Linked DNA regions of Mus musculus: all the other regions are linked to region 2. Evidence: chromatin contacts called from public promoter capture Hi-C data. All regions are on one chromosome and are shown on one strand. The core of a region is the stretch at or near the end of the contact, and the rest is flanking DNA. Distances in the headings are between cores, read along the strand shown.

Region 1 (4,727 bases), core at 1,825-4,324, 1.3 Mb after region 2:
GCTGTCACCTGAATTTTTAATCTTAGCCATTCTGACTGGTGTGAGATGGAATCTCAGGGTTGTTTTGATTTGCATTTCCCTGATGATTAAGGATGTTAGTGGGCTATCACTGGAAAGAGATGCCCATTGGACAGGCAAACTTTATATGCCCCAGTACAGGGGAACACCAGGGCCAAAAAATGGGAATGGGTGGGTAGGGGAGTGTGGGGGGGGAGGGTTTGGGGGATTTTGGGATAGCATTGGAAATGTAATTGAGGAAAATACGTAATAAAAAAATAAGGATGTTGAACATTTTTTCAGGTGCTTCTCTGCTATTCCTCAGGTGAGAATTCTTTGTTCAGTTCTGAGCCCCATTTTTAATGGGGTTATTTGATTTTCTGGAGTCCACCTTCTTGCGTTCTTTATATATATTGGACATTAGTCCCCTATCTGATTTAGGGTAGGTAAAGATCCTTTCCCAATCTGCTGGTGGTCTTTTTGTCTTATTGACGGTATCTTTTGCCTGAATTTGGCAATTTTTGATTTGGTAATATTTGAAATTTATAAAAAAAAAAAGTAAAAATGCTATATTTTAGCTAGGCATACCTCTTCAGCATTTAGTGTCCTAGGTGGAAGTTATAACTTAGGGAATTTCCTGAACTGTAAACTCACATCTCTGTGGGAAAAGATATGAGGATTGGCCAAGTAAGAAGAGATTAAATAATAACTACCCTGACAATGGCCAGACTCCATCCTTTAGCAAGGTCATTCCCAGTGACATTGTGAGAAACTGAGACCCTGTGCTCTTTGTCCCTGAAGTTGGTAATATTTAGTGATTGTTCTTGCCCCAAAATTCATAACACGAAAAAGCCATTCTGAAAGTAAGTCATCTGAGCCTCTAGTTCAGTGAGTCTAAGGCATCTATAAACGGAAGAAGCTTTCCTTTTTCAGGATCCTAGACCAAGGTGCCAAGAGACCAATTCTCAATAATCCTGCCTCACTCAAGCCTTTGTTACAATTTCTGACTGGACCAATTTTCTTCCTCCATGTTCTTCTTTTTTCTTCTTTTCTTTCTTCTTTCTTTTATTCTTGTTTATCTGTCCAGGGGTGTAAGGCTTTCTTTTATTTTATTTAAATAAGTAGAAGTAGAAAGAACTGGTGTTTTTCTTCTTCTGGGACTTGGGGTAGTGTCAGCTGGGTGGGGTCACAGACTGTGGTGACAGATAAGAGCCAGAGCTGCACAGAGCTGAGTCAAGGTTGAGGCCTCCGTGAGATTGGGGGAAGCCAGTGTGTTTGGGCTCCTGCCTTCTTTGTCCCATCATTGCTCCTTCATGAGTAGATAAGAGGTATGTGTTATGGGAGAGTGTTTGAGGATCTGGCTTAGGAAAGCCTGATAAATACGTTTCATGTAATACATATAAAAGTGTACAGATATTGTAATAAATGTGAGGCTATTACCAAAATTTTCAAGTGTACCATGGCAATATAATTTATGAAGTCTACAGAGCCAAGGAAATAAATAAATCACATTCTCAAAATACAACTGAGATGCAATTTTTCAAAAAGGAAAACAAACAACCCAAAAGATCAAAGGAGGGGCTCAAAATATTATAAAGCAACTAAAAGGCTTCAGAGCAAGGGGTTTTTAACTGTTGAGTCTGATATGTAATTAAAAAGTTAGTAATTAAGGAACTGGCCTAATAGAAAACTGTAGAAAAGAACAGTTCCCTATTGGCTACCCTAGAGACATTTTGGACCTAACATGCTTTCTCCAGACCATGACTCTCCTTTCCCTAAAGGAAATGAATAAAAGTAATAACTGAGCTGTTGGCACAATGCTAGTCTCATAATCTATTCCTTTGCAGGATGCCTGCCATGATTGCGCACACTCATGCTCCCACTAATGCATGCTAATTTCTAAACTGGAGCATGTATTAGTATAAGAATTTTGAGGCTCAATAAGCAGTAAATTTGTGCTAACCTCTATCTATACCTGTGGTTATTATAATCATGACCTAAGAAATACCTTGGAAGTTCTACTAGATTGGAAATTAGAGAAATTAAAAATCATCTTTGGAACATTTCTACATATTAGAACTGTCAAAACAATATCAGGCAATATCTCTCATGGATGGTAACTAGTGGCTTAAAAGCCATGGCTTTTTGGCTGGAAGAAGTTTATTTTTTCTTTGAAGAGAGGAAACTCTGATGACAGAACAACCAGAGGAAACACATCTGTGCAGAGAAGGCCTTTGGTTCCAAAGCAGTGGCTGTAGAGTAACTAAGGAGGGCTAGGTGCTTCCTTTTCTTCCTCCAAATGCGCATTTGTACCCCAAAATATCACCTGTCTTTCTGGGGTAATTCCTACATCCCTGATGAGTACCTCTCATGTTCACAATGATGTGAGAATGGTAGAATTCACTTAACCAGAATTTACAATACTGATTCTAACCTAAACTAAGGTTCTGTGCTAGATTACAGGGTAAATGTGAACTTGCCAGGGAACTACCTAGTACAGATCCAATGACCCTAACTCTAACAACACAGGCTATTCCCCCTTCCTCTTCTACACCAGACTTTTCATAAGCTTACCCAGTTAAAGCAGGTCAGATAAGGAAACAGGGTACCAGTGAATGTCTGCAATGAATTCAAGCCCATTCCAAATAGCATTTCATTAACAATTGCATAGTTTATGAACAAAACTCTTGTGTGTGTGTGTGTGTGTGTGTGTGTACTAAAATGTGTGATTCTGTTGCTTCTAGGTATGAGTCTAAATAAACTTTACATTTATAAAAAATGATTTGTTATAACATCTAATAAAGATCATGAGAAGTAATTTTTAACTAGAAAATAAAATATTCTAGGTTATGTCACACAGCAAGGCAGGGTCCCCTTTTCATTGTAATGCTGGTGTAAGTAATGTTTTCTTCAGGTAGCAAACTTATTTTCTTTTCACCTTCCCTGTGGACTTCCTCCTAGAGACCCAGATAGCACTGATCAGTCACAGCTGAAAACATCTGGCCACACACCCTAAGCCTCAGCATGACTCAGCATGACTCAGCACTGCTGTGCTCAAGCTAGATGCTGGCTCACAAGGCTGAACACACCCACAGGGTGGGGAGTGGAGAACTGACTCCGCCTGGGCCCAGCTAACCTCCTCTGCCCTTGGACAGTGGTACTGCAATAATTGAGATCTAGAGAGAGAATATGAAGAAGTGGAAAACTAGAGTTTACTTAAATCATAGATGGAAGCTGGAAAAAATGCAGAGGCTCGTTAATGTGTAGGAAGCTTAACAGTCATTCAGGAAATGTTTGTGGAACATCGGTAATATGCTGATACTAACATCAACACTTGAGGAATAAGTGATACTAACACATGTGACCTGTCTGCCAGAAGACCTGGTCAAAATTAACAGTTAATCATAATTCAAGATTATTATATATTCTGAACTTTGTAGAGATTGTAAGGTTAGAAATCCATGTCTTTCTCAGTGAAGATGCCTTTTAGAAAGTAAGGGATGACATGTAATACAACGTACAGACCATAAACTGTATTTTTCTTATTGAGCCCTTTACTCTCTCTGTTCAGAGAAAGGTGTGGGAACTAGTCAAGATGCACTGACTCAGTTGATGTAGTATAGCCAGAAACCCCACTGAGCAGGAACAGGCAAGGCAGCTTCCTCATTTAGCACAGGCTGTTCTCCCTTTCTCTTCTACACAAGACTTTTCATAAGCTTACCCAGTTAAAGCAGGTCAGATAAGGAAACAGGGTACCAGTGAATGTCTGCAATGATTTCAAGGCAATTTCTAGTTAAACTAAGCCATCAATGGTCAGCGTTTTAGTTGGATATAGAGTGAAGGAGGTCACAACTTTAGTCTAAGACCTCACGAGGCAGGGACAGGCAGATCTCTGTGAGTACCAGTCAATCGTGATCTACATAGTATGTTCCATGATAGCATAGTTATATAGTAAAATCCTGACTCAAAATGAAGGAAGAAAAGAAAGAAGTAAGGAAAGGAGGAAGGAAAGAAAGAAGAAAAGAAAAAAGAAAGGAAAAGGGCAGGGACTGCTTATCCTAGAAATATTACCTACTTCCTCTGTAAGCTTGAGCAATTTGCTTGGCTTCTTCAAGTTGTAAAACACAGAATAATAATATAGCTTGTGTTTTAAGCAAGAGCCACAGGCAAGGGAAGAGGATAGGATTACAAAAACTTTAAAATTACCCTTGAACCCAAGTATGGTTCTAGGCCTTTCTATTTGTGTGGCCTTGAGGAATCTACTTCTCCCCTCAAAATTTCTATCTCACATTTTACAAAATGGAGAAAGTGAGGATTAGGGTTTGAATGCTGGATGTCTCTCCCAGGCTGTATTTGAATACTTAATCCACAGGTGGCTTTACAATTTCCACTATCATTTGAATTTCTAACTTAAGCAGATTCATAATATTGTAAAACAATATTGAGGTCTCCAAATACAACTTTTCAGGAGATACTTAAATATAACTCATTGTACAGGAAACTTCTCTATCCAGCATTCCTATTTAGCCATTTTCTTTTTGTTTTGTTTTTTAATTAGATATTTTTTTATTTACATTTCAAATGTTATCCCCTTTCCTAGTTTCCCCTCCTAAAATCCCCTATCCTCTCCCCCCTGCTCCCCAACCAGCCCACTCCTGTTTCCTGGCCCTAGCATTCCCCTATACTGGGACATAGAACCTTCACAGGACCAAGGGCCTCTCCTCCCATTG
Region 2 (4,797 bases), core at 665-3,164:
AAAGTTGTATTCCATACACAAGCTCCTCTCAATGAAGGGAGAAATTATCCCTTCATCCCCCAACTTCTCAGCCACCATTCTGGGGGACAAAGTGGCTATGTTCTTTAGTCTGTGCTAAGGCCTTACCTGGTATACCTTAGCAGCCTCTTCAATAGGGACCCTGGTGTGGTCCCGGTGTTTCCCAGACTGGGCACACACCCAGCAAAGGGCCTGCCCATCTTCCTCACAGAATAGGTGAAGCTTCTCTCCATGCTTCATGCAGTGCGTTTCCTGGGTACTCTTCTTGGTATTCTGGGCTATCTGTTTAAGGTTTTCCACCATGTTGGCTATATGTCTATTGGGCCTGAGGTTTCGGAGCAGAAACTGTTGCCGGCACTCGGGACATGAACTGCCCCCATTCTTCCCAACTTCAAAAATGCATTCCTTGCAAAAGCAATGGCCACATTCGATACTCATAGGCTCCACCATGGGATCCAGGCAGATAGAACAGGTGACCTCCTCCCACATCTTTTCCAGAGACATTTTTGAGGTTGTAGAGGGTGATATCTGCCGTGGAATCTTGAGAGATGCAGAGGGGCGAAGAGATAAAAATGAGAGTTTGTAGGACAAAAGCAAAAGCAAGGCAAACCCCAAACTCCCCCAAATAATGCCAAGGTGGACAAGCGATGACACAGGAGGGAAAGGCAGAAGGCAAAAGCACCAACCTGAATGACAGGAGCCTCTCCTCCGGCCTCACCCACTGAGCAAGCCAGGCAGAAGGGGAAACCGAGTTTCTAGAAGAGACAGAGAAAACTGGTGGGGGTAACGCTGCTAACAGCTCCACCGTCACCACACCCATCCCTGCTTAACCCTCACTGTCTAGGCGTCTCCCATTTCCTTTCTGTCATCTTATGCCTCTACTGCCCAGAGACGTCAGTCATGGCAGTAACGACCATTTACCATATCACCACAGACCCTCCATATTCCAACCAGAGTTAGCTCATACTAGTCTTCATTAATCTTGGCAGAAACCACAGGGGTCAGGCATTAGGAGTCAAGGTTTATGCAGCTATACATCATAGTAGACATTTTGTCAAATATGACAGGCTGCACATATGGTGGTTGTGCAATAGGCAACACAATGCAGCCTAGGTGTGTCATTAGCGACCCCACTCAGGTTCATGTAAGATGTCATTCATTATCCGGAGTACATTGTCTAAGAGTATATGGCCCAGTTATAAGAGTTGCATGTGTGTATATGCATGTTTTTATATATGTATGTACACATATATTGATGTTTTTATATGCAAACTATACTTGTGCACAAATGCATCAATGTAGGCGTGCCCATATGTTCCCCTCTATAAATGTCTATGTACATAACATGCAGGTGTGCTCACCGGTGAACATTTTTGGGGAGCACTCCCTGGGCTCTTCTCTAAGCTGCTCCAAACCTAGTCTCAACTTCCTTTAGGGTGTGGAGTATCTTAAATCCACAGAAATTTCTACATGGATAGCACTCTCCTCAAGCAGGGATCTTCAAGGGGTAAGGGTTTCCCTGAGCTCCCCTCTGGCCTAGGTCACCACCCTGCTTCTCCTGCCCTTGCTAGGACTGTCGTCTCAGCTAGTCCAGGGCACTAGGAAAGTCACTTTCAGAGCCCAGCTTCCACAGGCCAGCATGGGCAGCTCTGCAGGGCTAGGACAAGACAACTCTGATGAAAAGAAGCAGCAGGTGGGTTCGCAAATTCCCGAGTGTGGGGTGCTGATGGGAAGAGGCTCCTTGAATCTGGTGTGGGGATAAAGAGCCCACCTAGGCCGGCCAGGGGTCCCAGTCTCACTCACCTAACCAGGGTCCTCAGCTTTAGTTATGTGCTCCCAGCTTCGCTTTTGCAAGCCTGCAGTCCAAATTTCACTTTCAGTTTCCTCTCAGAGGCAGGTCTAGCAGGAAGAGGGAGGAGCAAGGGGAGGAGTGAGGAGTTGAGTGGCAAGAGGAGGTTAGAGGCAGAGAAGGCGGAGGCTGGGCGGAGACTGGGCAGAGACAGGGCAGAGAGTGGGAGGAGAGAGGTCAGAGGTGCAAGAAACTGACTCCTGGCCACAGGCAGGGAAAAAACTCAGTACCTGTCCTCCTGGGTCTCTCTAAGGCCCCCTTGTCCCCTTTAACAGAATGTAATCTACAGGATATCGATCTTTGACACTGGTCTTTTCTTCTTACCTGGGAGCTTCTGAGAGAAGAGGTCTGAATGGGAGAGGGAGGAGTCACCATCTGTTTCCTACAGGGATGGATAGCTTCCCCCAAGACTGATCCCGCCACCGTCACTGTTTTTTATTAGTATATATTAATTGTACAGAGTACTTGAAGTATACCCATTTCCCACCACTCTGTTGTGTGATTTTGCTCTTTTCAAATAGTTTGGGGCTAGAAATTTATTCTTTATGATGTCAAGGTATGTGTTGTACCAGTGAAGGGAGTTAAGACTTATGGACAATTGATATTGTATTATAACTTGCGCTAAAAACAGCAGTGGAATTTTCCTCGCTATTTATTATATTTAGGAAACAAAACCATTCTGTGATTTGAAATTTCTAGTCCTGTTTAAGAGATCTCTCTTAGTGAAAGGCCGCCAGGCAACATCTACTGTCTAGATTGTGCTGTTGTACTGGGGCTTGGTTCCTGGAGCACAACAGTCCTAGAAAGCAGAATGAAAAAGAGTCAAGCATCCGAAAGGACGAAGACATCTATAAACATCAGAAAACGACTCTGCTTCTACCACGGAAGGTCTGCTGCTATTTCCTGCAGGCAAAGAACTTGGGTCCCAAAATAAGGCAGAGGGTAGAGTCAATGTCTATTTTGCTATTCACCACCAGAGGATGCTCTGTTTCAGTTTACACACTGGATAGAGAGATTAATGCACACCCTAGGGGTGTGCTGATATATACTCTATAATGTGCACACAGGACTACTAACATATTGTACTCAGAGCTGCCTCAGCTCCCACCTTGGTAATTGTTTGAAGACCCCACCTACTGAAGACCCAAACTCCCTTCACTCACAGATAGTACTTTGATATTTCAAACTTCCCTCTCCCTGACAAAATGACCCAAGTCTTTATTTGGGAAGAATTAATGCTATTGATATTATTGTCTAGCACATTATTAGTGTGTTGGTGAAGTGAGATGTTTATACTTTGGGTTTTAATCATATTCTCTACTAACTTGAGTGTGTATTGGCAACCCAAGTTGTCCCTGGTGATATGCAAGTACATTTTGTCCAGGACAGGAAAAGCTTCTTCTACTTATTTCTAATTTAGTGACTTAAGAAGCCCCCAAAAATATGGAAGCAGAAGGAGGACCAGTTGGAAACAAGAAAGGACCAACGGGTGTGGGAGAGGGACAAGAAAGGATGACGGGTGTGGTGGCGCACGCCTTTAATCCCAGCACTCCGGAGGCAGAGGCAGGCGGATTTCTGAGTTCGAGGCTAGCCTGGTCTACAAAGTGAGTTCCAGGACAGCCAGGGCTATACAGAGAAACCCTGTCTCGAAAAACCAAGAAAAACCAAACCAAACCAAAAAGGATGACGGAGGGCTGACCACTTGCTGGTTTTAACAATGTATCAGAATTATAGCCCTTTACTCTCATGGTTAAAGCCTTTGTTGATCCCTATAATAAAATATCACAGATCGAGTAATTCATTAAAAAAAACATACCTTTCTTTTTTATAGTTGTGGAGGATGGGAAGTAAGGCAGCAGCAGACTGGTCTTTCCAGACTTGCTCTTTTCCTCAAAGACAAGGCCTTCTCTTTGTATCCTTTCTTTTTCTTTCTTTCTTTTTTAAAAATAAGGATCCTAATCCATAGCTTCACTTCTTGTTACTGTCATATCATCATCACCATCGTCGTCATCATTATCTCGATCTATTAATTTCACTAAGACACAGACATAGATGAGATTTTCAATTTGGTGCCACACCTCCACTCTCAACAAGTCATGGCCCAGTTTTACTGACCACCTGTTCTGATGATGCACACTCAAGATGATGGTTTCCATAACCTCATTACTAGGAATTATATATAAAACAGTTACTGGTTACAGGTAATGCTTTGGAAAGAGCTTAATGGAGCAAAGTTAAAAATGGTGATGCTTGGTAGATACAATGTAGGAGAGAAAACAGATATGCTGGAATATTACTTATTTTGTTAGAAAAATTTGATTTATTTAACATAAATAATATTTAATGTAAATAATGTAAAAAATTCACCAGAAAACTGCTCAGATTTTTCTTAGAAACAGTAAAAAACAGGCTAAAAGCAATATAATATATGATGATATAGCATATTACATGATTTATTATATATGTTATTTATGGCAGCACTTCTACTTCCTCCAGGAGCCACCTACTTCCTCCTTTCACTTCCCACAGGAAGTGAAGGGAAACTCAAATCTTTTTAAAAAATTTCTTATTTTATGTTTATTACTGCTATTTAGTCACAGAAAAGATGAACACTTTACAAGAAATGTCCTTTATCATATGCCATATAGGTATAATTTTATGTGAAGAGGAACTATGAGAGAACAGGCTATCTTTACAAGGAAATAAAGAAACAGCAATAAAAGAATTCTTCCATATAAAGATTTTAAACCAAATTATTCATTTCAGAATACAAAACCTTCATTGTCGGAAGGAAAGAGAAAAACAGCAAAGAAAACAGTAAGACAGAAGACCAAGAATAAAGAACTCTTCTCTAGAGATGCACTGCATATGTAGTATATACGTATGGTCTGAGTTATCACAAAAGTACTCACGGATTATAGTCAATTCTC
Region 3 (4,269 bases), core at 322-2,821, 1.6 Mb after region 2:
ATGTCTCAGCAAGTAAAGGTCATTGTCCCCAAGGTAGAAAACCTACCTTTGATCCTCAGAACCTACATAGTGGAAATAGAGGACTACCTTCCCTACAAGTTGTCCTCTGGCCTCCACATGAAAACTGTGTCATGCACGTGTCCGTATTGATATACACACACACACACATATACATGTATGCACACACAAATGAACAAATTTAATTTTCTTAATATAGAAATCTATAGGATCAGCAGTAAATTTTCTACCTTACTATGATGCATAAATACAGAATTAAGGTGTGTGTAAAAAAATAACTGATTTGTCACAAATATTTTAAGTGAAAACAGAACAGCAACTTCCATTGTTATCAATGAGTCTTTATTACCTTAGCACAGCCAAAAAGAATTGAAAGATTCTCCTTAAGATAAGTTGTTTATTTTCAGAAGCGAGATAAATACCTTTATCTTCTAAACTCTGAGCTTCTTTTCCTAAAACTAAAATGGTTGAGGAGGCTTCTGCATAAAATAACTAAGAAAGCAAAACCCCAATAGCTCCATGTGTCGTCTCCTGGAGGTCAGTGGTTGCTGGTTCAGCCTTTTACCTACTATACTTTATGAAATGGCCCAAGATCCAAGACTTCAGTCACTGAGATCATTTGGGGAAGAGCAGAAGAATGGCTTTGTCCCGGATCTGCTTGGTCTTCACTCCATAGACAATAGGGTTGAGTGCAGGTGGGATGATTACATACAGGTTGGCAAACATAATATGAAAAGTGCGGGGGACATTTCGCCCAAAGCGATGAGCAAGGATGGAGAAGAAGGCTGGTATATAGAACATGAGGATGACACAGACATGGGAACCGCAGGTGCTCAGGGCCTTCTGGCGTGCATCTCGGGAGGGAAGGCGAAAAACAGCACATAAAATGAGAGTGTAGGAGATGGCTATGAGGATCACATCTATAATCACTGTCATGATGGGGACACAAAACCCATACCAGATGTTGATGGAGATATCTGCACATGCCAGCCGGGCAACACCAATGTGTTCACAGTAGGTATGGGCAATGATGTGTGTCCTGCAGAAGGGTAGGCGATTCACAAGGAAAACACATGGCACAAAAACACAGAAACTTCGGAAAGAGATTCCCACAGCAATTTTGACAATGGTTTTGGGTGTGAGAATAGTGGTATACCTCAAGGGTGAACAGATGGCCACATAGCGGTCAAATGCCATGGCCAATAAGATAGCTGAGTCCAAGACAAAGCTGTAGTGTAAAAAGAATAACTGAGTCAGACATCCAGGAAAACTGATTTCCTGAGGACCAAACCAAAAGATGCTAAGGGTCTTGGGGACACAGGTGGTAGACAATATGAGGTCAGTCATGGCCAACATGGAAAGGAAGAAGAACATGGGGGAATGAAGACTGTGTTCCACTGCAATAAGGTAGAGAAGGATGCTGTTGCCCAGGATGGCCACGAGATAGATAAAGCAGAAAGGGATACTGATCCAGACATGGTACTGCTCAAGTCCAGGGATGCCCGAGAGAGTGAAGGGGCCAGTGTTGTAGCTACTCACGTTGTGCATAACCATTGAGATCTGAAGAATAATTAGTTCTTCTGTCCTAAAATCAAGCGTGTATGGTGAGCATGAGCAATTGTGCACTCACTCTTTCTCCACAAACTCTTTGGGAGCAGTTCTGTTTTCTATATTTGAAAAAGAAAATCCGATTACCATTAAGAGCAATACTCATGGGCAGGAGAGATGGCTCAGTGGTTAAGAGCACTGGCCTCTCTTCCAGGGGACTTATGTTCGATTTCTGACACTTATTTTGTGGATATGGTGGCTCACAGTCACCTGCTAAATCCAGTCCCACATCCTGATCTAAGCAGGCAACAGGCACACACATAATAAATACACATATATACATTCAGGCAAAACACTCACATACAAAGTAAATAAATAAACAAACAAATTCCCCTCCACCCCAAAGAGAGTCATGGTCATGACTTTAACAAAGAGCTATCAGACCCCTGGTGTTAATTCCCACATTTCAATAGAAACCAAATCAAGAGAAATAACTTGTCCAGTTTATAAAATGCTAATCCTATTTAAATGACCATGTTTTCCCTGAGTCTATATAATTCATCACTGCATGGATATGTATAGGGAAAAGTATTCTAACTGCCTTCAGGAATAGGATTACACTAAAGAGAATGTCCCACTATCGGGAACATGAAGTAATTTAACAATTTTGGATGCCTACTTTACTCCAACATGTCTAATGTGTTATCTCATTTAGAAACCCTTCGTTAAAAATGAATTTTGTCTCCAGATGGTGGTGGCGCATTCCGTTGACCCCAGCACTCTGAAGGCGAAGGCAGGCAGATAATCTGTAATTTTGAGGCCAGTCTGGTCTACAGAGTTCCAGGACAGCCAAGGATACACAGTTATACCTTGTTTGGGGGAGGTGGGGGGAAGGATTTGTTTCTTTTTCTTTTGTTTTGTTTTGAGAAACTCAAGTCATCCCTCTGGCCAAGGAGCCAAATCACTAGATTCCATGACCAGTATTCTTTCATGGGGTCACCCTTTACCTGGTGGTACATGCAGATCTTGTGAAATGGCAAGGATTCACAAGAGATTTTAAGATGTAAAAGGAACAGTCCTAAGCGGAACCCAGATCTGTCAAAACACCAACCCACCCCAGTTTCGGTCACTGTCCTCCTTGGAACCTGCAGAAACAAGCTCTCTGAGACAGGACTGCCTGATGCCGCCTCGTGAAGTAGATATGAAGCTGAGCCTCCAATCTACCTTAAGGATGAAGGAGAAAACGCTTAAGAGTTGGAGAAGACTGAGTCTTTGTATTTTCTAAATATAATGCTGGAAGGACCTCTAGTGGGTGAACACAGAATTTTTTTATTCTAAATGCTGAGTTGAAGCAATACCCGCCCCGCCCCCCCAATACTCAGATTTGTTTTGAGAATTTTCAGCATTCGACAATTGAAAAATCTTAGCATGAAACCACTTTTGTAACTTTCCTAAACGTCATCTAAGAAGATTGGGGCCTGGCTTGGATGGTATAGTGCCTGCTTTGCCTATAGAAAGAAGATTTATCACCCTCCCCCCACGTCCTGGTGCCACCACATGCCTGTAATCCCAGCACTAGGGAAGATCAGAAGTTAAATTCATCCCGAGCTAAATAGCAAATTTGAGGCCAGTCTGGGATATATGAGGCCCTCTCTTTAAGAAACAAACAAAACCTACAAGACACATCATAATATTATCCATATTTTGCAGATGTAGAAACTAACCCAGAGAGCAACACACTCTCTTCCAAAGACTACACAATAATTGAACAATAAGTCTCATAGTCGAAATCAAACACCAAGCCTTTTCCAAAACCTCTATGTTCACAAGCAAAATTCACTACACAGCCGGTAATTTTATGGAAAACAGAAAATACGTATTATCAGAATAGCAATAGGCAGAGGATTGCATAGTGTAAAGAACACATAGCAAACTAAAAAATGCAAAACCTGCCAACAGTATAATAAACATACCACTAACGACTACAACATTGTCTGAACAAATTTTCAATTTTAAAATCTGCACACTCAGTAAAGGTTTTCCAAATAAAATCCAATTATATGTTGCTGACATGTGAAACACACAAAATAATGGAGAACAGATAAAATAAAAGGATAAATAGGCATATTTTGGATAAATTTAAATATGATAAAATAAAGCTTAGCAAAATGGAAATCAGAGAAAGCACTTTTGAGGTCAGTGAGAAGTATTGGCAGGTAAAGGCCCTTGCCTTCAAGATCAGTAACTTAAGTTTGATGCCTGGGATCCAAAGAGTGGGAGGAGAAACTGACTCCTGCAAACTACACACACACACACACACACACACACACACACACACACACACACAATAGAGCAACTTAAAAATATCTTAAGGAAATTAGTATGTAACCATTACACAGAGAAAAGGGGCCTGTAAACCATTGAAGGGAACACTCCTTAATGAAAATGTAAGTCATATCACTTACAGGCATTTCCTAGAATTTAATTGTGGTTACTGTGTGTAGGCAGACCACTGCACCCAAGTGGAGGTCAGAAGGCAACTTTATGGAGTTTGTTCTCTCCTTCTATGGGTTTCAGGGATCCAACTCAGGTCACAGGCTTGTTAAGCAAGCATCTTTGCCTATCAGCCACCTAACCAACCTTTGTGAATCTTCCTTTGTCATGTAATTATTTGAACTAACTGTCCCCAGTGATGTACCATCC

Evidence for each region. Promoter capture Hi-C pulls out the DNA fragments that hold promoters and counts their contacts.
Region 1: a contact with region 2 is called in a promoter capture Hi-C map of embryonic stem cells, with 8 times the contacts expected there. The contact joins the enhancer-like site here to the promoter of Trim21 in region 2. A contact is called at or near these places in 13 of 39 promoter capture datasets (the 3T3-L1 cell line, the HPC-7 cell line, HPC-7-derived erythroid cells and 10 more) and 2 of 115 datasets of contacts at active chromatin or transcription factors (embryonic stem cells and large pre-B cells).
Region 3: a promoter capture Hi-C map of liver shows a contact between it and region 2, with 3 times the contacts expected there. The contact joins the promoter of Olfr649 here to the promoter of Trim21 in region 2. A contact is called at or near these places in 9 of 39 promoter capture datasets (the 3T3-L1 cell line, the HPC-7 cell line, HPC-7-derived erythroid cells and 5 more) and 1 of 115 datasets of contacts at active chromatin or transcription factors (large pre-B cells).

Annotation. Positions count from the first base shown.
Region 1 is chr7:103,858,062-103,862,788 of GRCm38.p6, forward strand. No RefSeq gene overlaps it. Among named protein-coding and RNA genes, the nearest start is that of Hbb-y, 7.2 kb to the left of the region's middle. RefSeq lists enhancers at 1-2,057, 2,603-3,749, 2,629-3,775, 2,839-3,173. Within about 2 kb of position 3,075, at least 88 of the 459 cell types and tissues checked have an H3K27ac peak or open chromatin away from gene starts, as enhancers often do. A contact at or near this core is called in the HPC-7 cell line, the SN4741 cell line, embryonic stem cells and 2 more, where this site is marked.
Region 2 is chr7:102,563,568-102,568,364 of GRCm38.p6, forward strand. It overlaps Trim21 (tripartite motif-containing 21), which reads right to left and starts at 1,915. Exons shown (of 8, transcript NM_009277.4): 1 at 1,822-1,915; 2 at 705-773; 3 at 127-558. The coding sequence starts at 522.
Region 3 is chr7:104,188,634-104,192,902 of GRCm38.p6, forward strand. It overlaps Olfr649 (olfactory receptor 649), which reads right to left and starts at 1,572. Exons shown (of 1, transcript NM_147055.1): 1 at 634-1,572. The coding sequence starts at 1,572. The coding sequence ends at 634.